Regions from separate parts of the Zea mays genome. Here all the other regions are linked to region 2. Evidence: chromatin contacts called from public Hi-C data. All regions are on one chromosome and are shown on one strand. The core of a region is the stretch at or near the end of the contact, and the rest is flanking DNA. Distances in the headings are between cores, read along the strand shown. Region 1 holds the start of LOC100282863 (ids4-like protein). Region 2 holds the start of LOC100283692 (sterol-4-alpha-carboxylate 3-dehydrogenase, decarboxylating). Region 3 holds the start of LOC100276585 (Protein TIFY 10B).

What was found. Hi-C and Micro-C count contacts between places; a contact is called where the count stands out from the background.
Region 1: a contact with region 2 is called in a Hi-C map of ear, with 3 times the contacts expected there. The contact joins the promoter of LOC100282863 here to the promoter of LOC100283692 in region 2. A contact is called at or near these places in 2 of 25 Hi-C or Micro-C datasets (ear and leaf).
Region 3: a Hi-C map of ear shows a contact between it and region 2, with 3 times the contacts expected there. The contact joins the promoter of LOC100276585 here to the promoter of LOC100283692 in region 2. A contact is called at or near these places in 4 of 25 Hi-C or Micro-C datasets (ear, endosperm, leaf and 1 more).

Annotation. Positions count from the first base shown.
Region 1 is chr1:71,082,444-71,085,143 of Zm-B73-REFERENCE-NAM-5.0, reverse strand. LOC100282863 (ids4-like protein) reads right to left here and starts at 1,434. Exons shown (of 1, transcript NM_001155769.2): 1 at 161-1,434. The coding sequence starts at 1,113. The coding sequence ends at 361.
Region 2 is chr1:70,691,284-70,693,983 of Zm-B73-REFERENCE-NAM-5.0, reverse strand. LOC100283692 (sterol-4-alpha-carboxylate 3-dehydrogenase, decarboxylating) reads right to left here and starts at 1,394. Exons shown (of 12, transcript NM_001156593.1): 1 at 1,060-1,394. The coding sequence starts at 1,300.
Region 3 is chr1:70,426,518-70,429,217 of Zm-B73-REFERENCE-NAM-5.0, reverse strand. It overlaps LOC100276585 (Protein TIFY 10B), which reads left to right and starts at 1,318. Exons shown (of 5, transcript NM_001150339.2): 1 at 1,318-1,590; 2 at 1,943-2,072; 3 at 2,648-2,700. The coding sequence starts at 1,473.

The DNA.
Region 1 (2,700 bases), core at 185-2,684, 390 kb before region 2:
CAACATTCTTTACTCCTACTAGTCCTAGTAGTACTAATTATTATTATTATTATTATTATTATTATTATTATTATTATTATTATTATTATTATTATTATTATTATTATTATTATTATTATTCTTCTTCTTCGGTAAAAGATGGTAAAATAAGAAAGGGAGCAGAAAAGAACACCTCATCAACAAAAGGAGAAAAAAAAATACTACTACTGTACACATCAGCCGCATACAGAGCACCACTACAGTATGTAGATTATTGTGCCTTCTCGTATATATATTGCATACTATATAATACGCCCCGCTGTGCTGTAGCACTGTAGTGCCATGGATCATGGAACTGGAAGTGGACCATGGTGTCGTCAGTCACTGCGTGGGGATGAGGGGCGACGCCGTCGGCGTGCTGTCAACGGACTGGACGAGCCAGTCCGACTCCGGCAGCGGCTGCATGGGCGGCAGCGAGAAATGGCCGACGGTGGAGCTCCCGCTGCGCACCTCCTGCATGGTGAGCAGCGCGGCGACGGTGTTGCGGAAGATGCCCTGCCCGGCGACGGCCAGCGCCTGGCGCCCGTGGAGGTCCCTGCTGGCGGCGGGCGGGAAGACGGCCTCCATCGCGGCCTCGCAGTCCCTGACCAGCTCGGAGATGAGGTCGGTGGTGAAGAAGGGCTGCCGCAGCACCCGCGCGATGACGGGGAGGCGGAGCACGCCGCCGGTGCGCTTGTCGAACTTCTTGAGGATCTTGGCGAGGCCCGTGTAGTTGACGCTGCTGTAGTTGAGCAGCAGCACCATCTCGCCGTGCAAGTCCACCACCTCGCGCCGGACGCGCGCCAGCGTGGCCTCGGGCCCGCCCGCACGCCCGATGCGCTCCTGGAGCTCCCTCTGCCGGATCACGAACTCCTCCTCCCGCTCCAGGAAGAAGGCGTTGAACTTGTCGATCTCGGCGTCCAGGAGCGTCAGGAAGTCGGCCTCCGCGGCGCTGGACGACGACGGATCCGCCGCCGACCCGCGGGAGGACACGGCATTCACGCGCCGCTTCAGCTCCTTGTAGTTGAGGAACTGGCTCCGCCACTCCGGCAGGCTCTCCTCGATCTGCTTCTTGAGGCGCTTGCCGAACTTCATCGGTCAGTAATGTCTCGCAAGATTTTTTTTTTTTTTGATTTGTTTGATCGAGATCGCAGTGTATCAATTTGATCTCTCCGTGTGTGTGTGTAATCGAATGAGAATAAGAGGAGGCTGAATCATTAGCGACGGGCAGCTTAATATAGGGAGGGAGGTGGGTGTTAGTTGGAGCATTCGAGCAGCAGCAGAACAGGAGGGAAGGCCCGGGAGAAGCGAATCTGTGGGAGCATATGCCATGCGTATGCGTTGCGTGTAACGAAGGGGAGAGCAGGATCACATCACAGTTTCTATGGGATGGGATGGGATGGGACTCTTGTGTTCGTCTGCTGGGTGCTGGGGACACAGACGGGCCCTCTCAATTTATAATTCATATGACTTTTTTTTAAAAAAACTAACATGTTTGATCTTTTCGTCTTATTCAATTTTTTCATAAAAATAAATAAATATAAAGTTATATTTAAAGTATACTCCTATCGTTCTAATTTATAATTCATTTAACTTTTTTATTCCAAATTTAACCGACTCGTCTTATTAAAAAAATCATATTATTGCTATGATATTGTTTAGCATATAATATAATTTAAATATGTTTTTGAAATTTTCATTTTTCGTAAAAAAATTAAATAAGACGGGCCGATCAAACTTGGGATATCAAAGTCAAACGAATTATAATTTGGAATGGAGGGAGTATTACATACTAAACGTCATCACAGTAACGATTAATAACAATTATGATTTTTTAAATAAGATGAGCTAATCAAACTTGAAATAAAAATATCAAACAGATTATAAATTGATACGAAGGGAGTATAATACAAGTAGTATTAGCCAATTCAAATAAAGATGTATTCTGTATGTCATATCTCTTTGCTCCAATAGAACTGTACGTAAGGCCATCTCCGACCGATTCCTTATTTTTATTCTCTATCTTATTCTATTCCAAACTTCACTCTACAATCAGCGTCAAACAGTGTTATCTACAATCCATATTCCCTATTTTACACGATCCATCGAAGTCAGCCCAAGACCCCATTAAACAGTTGTTGAAACCTAGCGTTGACACGGTGGAGTCCACGAATGATGCTGGCTCGGCTTAGGATTGATCGGTTCTATTGGCTGAATGATGGGTCCGACACCAATCCACATGTTAGTGAACTTGTCTGTATCAACCGTTTATAGCCATATGTTATATTTTGATTGGTTCACATTGTTTTAAAGTTATTAAAAATTAAAAATAAAAATGGAATTCGATTTATAAATAGAAGAGGATGATTAGGTTGATTCTACCCATTATTCTCCAATTCGCTCATACTACTTCCTATTACACTCATGTCACTCTCCTTTTACTCCACCAAACCATTATCGTTGATTTGCCATGTCTTTCGTGGTCTCCTCCACTCGATATGTAGTATCAAACTATGATAGATACAACGACAAAGCTTACTTTCTAGTCTTCAATGAGAAGGAAGCAAAGGATGCATCATCAGAGCTACATTGGTTGGGATCATGAAAACAACCATGACTGTTTGATGCAAGACTATTTCAATGACCCATGCATCTACTCTTCGCTCTAATTTCATCGAAGGT
Region 2 (2,700 bases), core at 145-2,644:
TGAAGACAACTGCAACTAACATGGAGAGCTCTGAAACTAAAATTGAAAAACAAAAAGATTAAATCCATCACATATGTACTTATGTTTCTATGATACTCAATATCATATGGAAGATTAAAAAGTTTGAGAGACCACAGATCATCAAAGGGTTTAGGGTACAATGGTGACAGTTGTCTCACTGAGTCACTATGTCGCGGGTTTGAAGCAGTCTCTCCACATTTGCGGGGAGGGCTTGCTCGGCTTATCCCTTTCCTAGACCTCACTCATTTGGAAGACTCCGGCTTTGAGTCCACCCTTATAAGTTATAACATTAACTTACTGGTATGGTTTAATATCATACTGAGCTGGTTCAAAACTTCCCATTATTAGCAGCAAATTTTCATTAGAAAATTGTAAGACAGAGAAACAATTTAATGCATTTCTCATATCAGTATATGACACCCAATTATATCCTACAGGCTAAGGCGGGTTAATGCCAATGATTAAGAAACATCAAATCCGTAGCTGAAATATCAGAAACTGGATCCTAGTTTTGTACCACCACTTACCTCCACATCACACGGGTGAACCCTCTTTGGATGAACTCATTGGTTTCAACAGTGAACCCTTTGTGGATTAACTCATTAGTTTCAACAAGATCAACATAGGAGCAATATCTGGGACGAAATAAAGCACTAGGCCACTATATAAACTAGACATTAGACAAAACTCATAACCAGGAATGTACACAGTGTGAAGCTAATAGGAAGTTCCACAAAAATGGGATCAACACTATACATAAAGTTAGCTCAATCATATGGAACTAAGTGAAGATTATATAAGGCAGATATTAGCAATATTGCGAACCAAATTATGTGTCCCCAATGTCCAGCATCACTAGTTCATCCGATTTCTTAAGCAGCCCCCAAGAGTGGACACCAACACATCCACTTCCTCCAATAGAAGGGATCTTCAGATCCCCCCCCACACACACACGAAACGAAAGGGCACCGCCGCGTCGCCTTATGATTCCAACCTGGCTAACAACATGGGAAGGGGGGCAAATGGGAGACCACGCACCTCTGGCGACCTGGGCCTTGTCACGGAGGTCGGCGGACACGTAGACGGCCTGGCCTTCGCGGAGAGCAGCACCCAGGAAACCCTCTTCTTCGTCGCGGTCGAGCGTGATGGCAGGGCCCAGGTCGGCCACGCGCACCCGCCACTCGCCGGAGCGGAGCAGCATCGTCACCAGATGCCTCGCGGCGAACCCGCGGCCGCCAGTCACCACGCACCACCTCCCATCGCCTCTAACCGCCTCCATCTCCCTTCCCGCCGTCGCCGCCGCTCGAATTCGAGGAGGATACAAGGAGGGAGGCAGACACACCACTGCGCGGCTACGCCGAGCGCCCGAATCCGGAGGTGGCCTCTGCCCGCCGCGATCCGATCTGTGGCTTTTTCGGCGTCAGAGGCTGTCAATCCAGTGGGTCCGACTTGTCATTGGTTGGTTCATATTTCTCCTCCATTGGCCAGTTGGCCACAGGGAAGCGCTCCAGCATGGCCACCGTTCAAAGTTTTGGTGCCACTTTTTGTGCGCACGTTGTAATGGGAATAAAAGAAAAAAATATACTAACTTAAACGTGTATATTATATGTTGCAACGTTATATTTATTCCTTCCTTTTTTATTTATCACGTTTTAGTTTAAAAATAAATTAGCTGATGACGAATATTCAAGAAAGAGGGAATATATATAATGATATTCACAGTTAAATCAGTGACATGTGTTGAGAAGGAACATAAATTATTCGATAAAAATGTTGGTGCGCAACTCTTAAATGAAAACAAAAACACTTATATTATCGAGCTCAATATCTCACAAATTCTTCCCCAATAGTCACGGAATTGTTATGAAACAAGCAATCCTTGTACATTTAATGTATTTAGTATGGAATATAATGCTTGAATTTTCTGTCACTTGGGAAGTTGCTGGTATGGGTTAAAAATAATATGAATACTTGTGATTCAGTGTATCTGCCAGCTTTCTCTCTTTTTGATTCATTAAAAGGGGCTGAATATCCAACAGAAAAGCCTTCACCTCTGCAAGGAAGCAGCACTTCACGATTCAGATGTTTGTTCTTCCATATGAGCATCAGTAGCAACCTTCAGTGCTTGGTATTGGTAACTGATCACGTGATTGGTTGGTTGGTGGCGTCCAGGCCCATGGCGTCGCGTTGACCGAGCGGACGTCATGTTGACCGTGCTCCGCTCGTGTTTGGATGGCTGCAGTGTATGACGGCTACTTACATCTGCGCGTGCAGCCTAGAGCTTTTTTTTGCTCGCTCGCCTGCATAAGCAAAAATGCAGGAGAGCTGCGTTCCTAGCGGTCCAGGCTGGCGCGAGCCCGGCGCTCGATGTGCAATCACAGATTAAGATATCCAAGATAATTCTATTCCACCAGCACTCATTAAAGTTTGGCAAGATATGCCTGAACGTTAGCGCGTAGCAGATGGAAAATAAGAGGAGGCGTTGGGAATGGCACCGCAAATCAAAGTTCATGCAAACCACAAAGCATAAATTTCATGTTGGCCAGTTCTGGTTGCTACAGATGACAGATCCTCGGCATACCAGCAGGGAGCCTAGGCTGGGGCATATCAGCAAGGAACCCATACATTGTCGATGGCCGTGAAAGTAAATTACCATACGCTCATCACGGGTCATGTTAC
Region 3 (2,700 bases), core at 69-2,568, 260 kb after region 2:
CCGGTGAATTATAGCGGAGCGGCCTCCCTTTTTTCCGAAGGTGAAGAGTTCAGCGTCGAGTTCCCTGGTGCACCGGACACTGTCCGGTGGCACACCGGACAGTCCGGTGCGCCAGACCAGGGTGCCTTTGGGATGTCTTTAGCTCTCTTTATTTGAACTCATCTTTGGTCTTTTTATTGGCTTGTTGTGAACCTTTGGCACCTGTAAAACTTATAGACTAGAGCAAACTAGTTAGTCTAATTATTTGTGTTGGGCAATTCAACCACCAAAATCAATTAGGAAAAAGGTGTAAGTCTAATTCCCTTTCAAATTCCATCTTCTCTTAGTTATTTCTGTTATAGTGAAAGAAGAGTACTGGCAGAAGAATGGTGAATGTCATTTTAGTCTTATTTCAATTTATTTAATAATATATGAATATTTTTAGTCTCTAGAACCAAAGAAAATAGAGATTAAACTTTATCCTTGGACTAAAGAAACCAAATTTGCTCTAAGTCACCAACAAAGCGAGTTGTATGAAATAGTACTCCCTCTATCTTAGCAAAATTTTATATTTAGTATCTTAAGTTTAATTATCTATTGATAAAAATATTAATGTTTATAATATTAAATAAATGCTATTATATTACTTATGAAATTTATTTTATAATAAATTAATTTAAAGCTAAAAAGATGAACATTAATCCCTAACAGTTTGGTCAAATGTGCTAACTAGCATATAGCTAGTAGTTACGTCCATTTTTTTGGTTCAATACCGGTGGCTAGAAACCAAGTTATTCTGTTGACCACTTAGATCTTGTTCGTTTGTATCGGATTACACTTAGAATTGTTCCGGTTAATTAAAGTTTATATAAATTAGAGAATCAACCCGGTTAAGAATCGTTCTGATCCACCAATCCGGCACAAACGAACAAGGCCTTAGTCAGAATGAAAAAAAATATCAAAGATTTTGACATCTACGAATTTAAAGTTTTAAACCCATCAAATCTCCTCTAATCCTCCGATCAAGCCCTTACCGCGCGTAGGTGGAGTCTGTCTCCTGCTGCCGCCGCAGGAAATCCGAATTCTGCTGGTAATTGGAGCCGAGATGGCGACGGCGATCCGATCCGCAGCCACGATCAGGCGCACTGCTCCAAACAGCGGGCACCAGCCATCCCAAACCATCAGGATTCTGCCACCTGGGGCACCTCCGACCAATAGTAGCTCTCCCAGCAACCACGAGAAGAACGTGCTTAAAATGGAGAAAGAATCCAACTCGCAATTTATGAATGGGAATAAAGATGAGCCCAGTGCCTCTTCATTTTTATGCACGCCCAGCACGCCCAGACGGCGGAGGAAGGGGGAAAGAGGAGGGCAGAGCAGCAACAGTACATCGAGCGAGGGAGTAGAGTAAATTGAATCAGGTTTCGTGTCGATTCGGAGGCTTTCGCTTCTGCTTGCGGAGTTGCGGTGGAGATTTGAGGCCTGCGGCGAAGATGGCACCTGCGGAATCCGGGGAGAAGGCGACCAGCTTCGCCATGGCCTGCAGCCTGCTCAGCCGCTACGTCAGGCAGAACGGTGCCGCCGCTGCCGATCTCGGCCTCGCTATCAGAGGTGAAGCCTCTTCTCTTGTTGAGGAAAAATTTGGGGTCTCGAGGAGGTCGGTAGGTGTTCTTTATCTGTTGGGAGTTTAGCGGTGTTTGTTGGGGAGAAGCGGTGAATTGAGGTGCGATTCATGCTAAAAGTTGCTATTTTGAGGTGCTCCCGTAGTCGTCTCGTGTCAGATCTGGTCCCGAAGTCTTGACCTGGAAGCAAATATGTCACTTGTATTTGGTTTCGATCAAGAATTTGGGCTTCTGGCTGATCTAACATCCGAATCTGATAGCTTCCTGTCCATCTCTGTACAGTCTATCTGAAAATTATCGGCTGAACTTTTACTGAAGCAGAGTGCTCTATCCTGTTTCAGCTGAATCCGATGCAAAGAGGACGTCGACGGACATGGAAAAGGGGGAGACGGGGAAGGAGACCATGGATCTCTTCCCCCAGATCGCTGGATTCGGCTCGGAGGCCGCCACGAAGGAAGCCCCTGATGCGAGGTACTTGACGAAATAGATACCTCTCTGTTCTTTTGGGTTTCAGTTCACAGCCATTCTCATGTCATGTTAGCATGGTACTATTGCTGTAGTCAGTTGATGACTGAAAACGTAAAAAAAAAAAAAACAATCTAGCTGCTGTGAGAAGCAGCTCTTGGTGGCCAGTTTTTTATTTGTCAAACAGTTGTGCCTCAGATCGATGTAGATGGTTCGATCTCCACACACAGCAGTACAACCCAGATCTTTGTCTTCAGAAAATAGTGAGAAGTTAATTTATCATCTGAAACTGAATATTTGAAGAGTATTGTTCGTAGGGCTTCTCACACTGCAAACCAGACTGCCAAACAATCTCCGGCAAAGCTTTCTGTGATGTGTGCCAAAGCTTTCTTGCTATGTCGTAGTGGTTGAATGGTAGAAGGTCCATCCATGAATCTGTAGAACTTGGCGCTCCGAAACTAAATGAATGAACAATTGGTGCCACGCAAGTTCTGAAACTTCAAAATTTTAACTCGTTGAAGTCGTTTCATGCGTATAAGTTAGCCACCAAATTTGACAACCGGAAACATCCTGATTCTCAGGGAGCCAGAGAAGCGCCAGCTGACTATCTTCTATGGCGGGAAGGTCCTTGTGT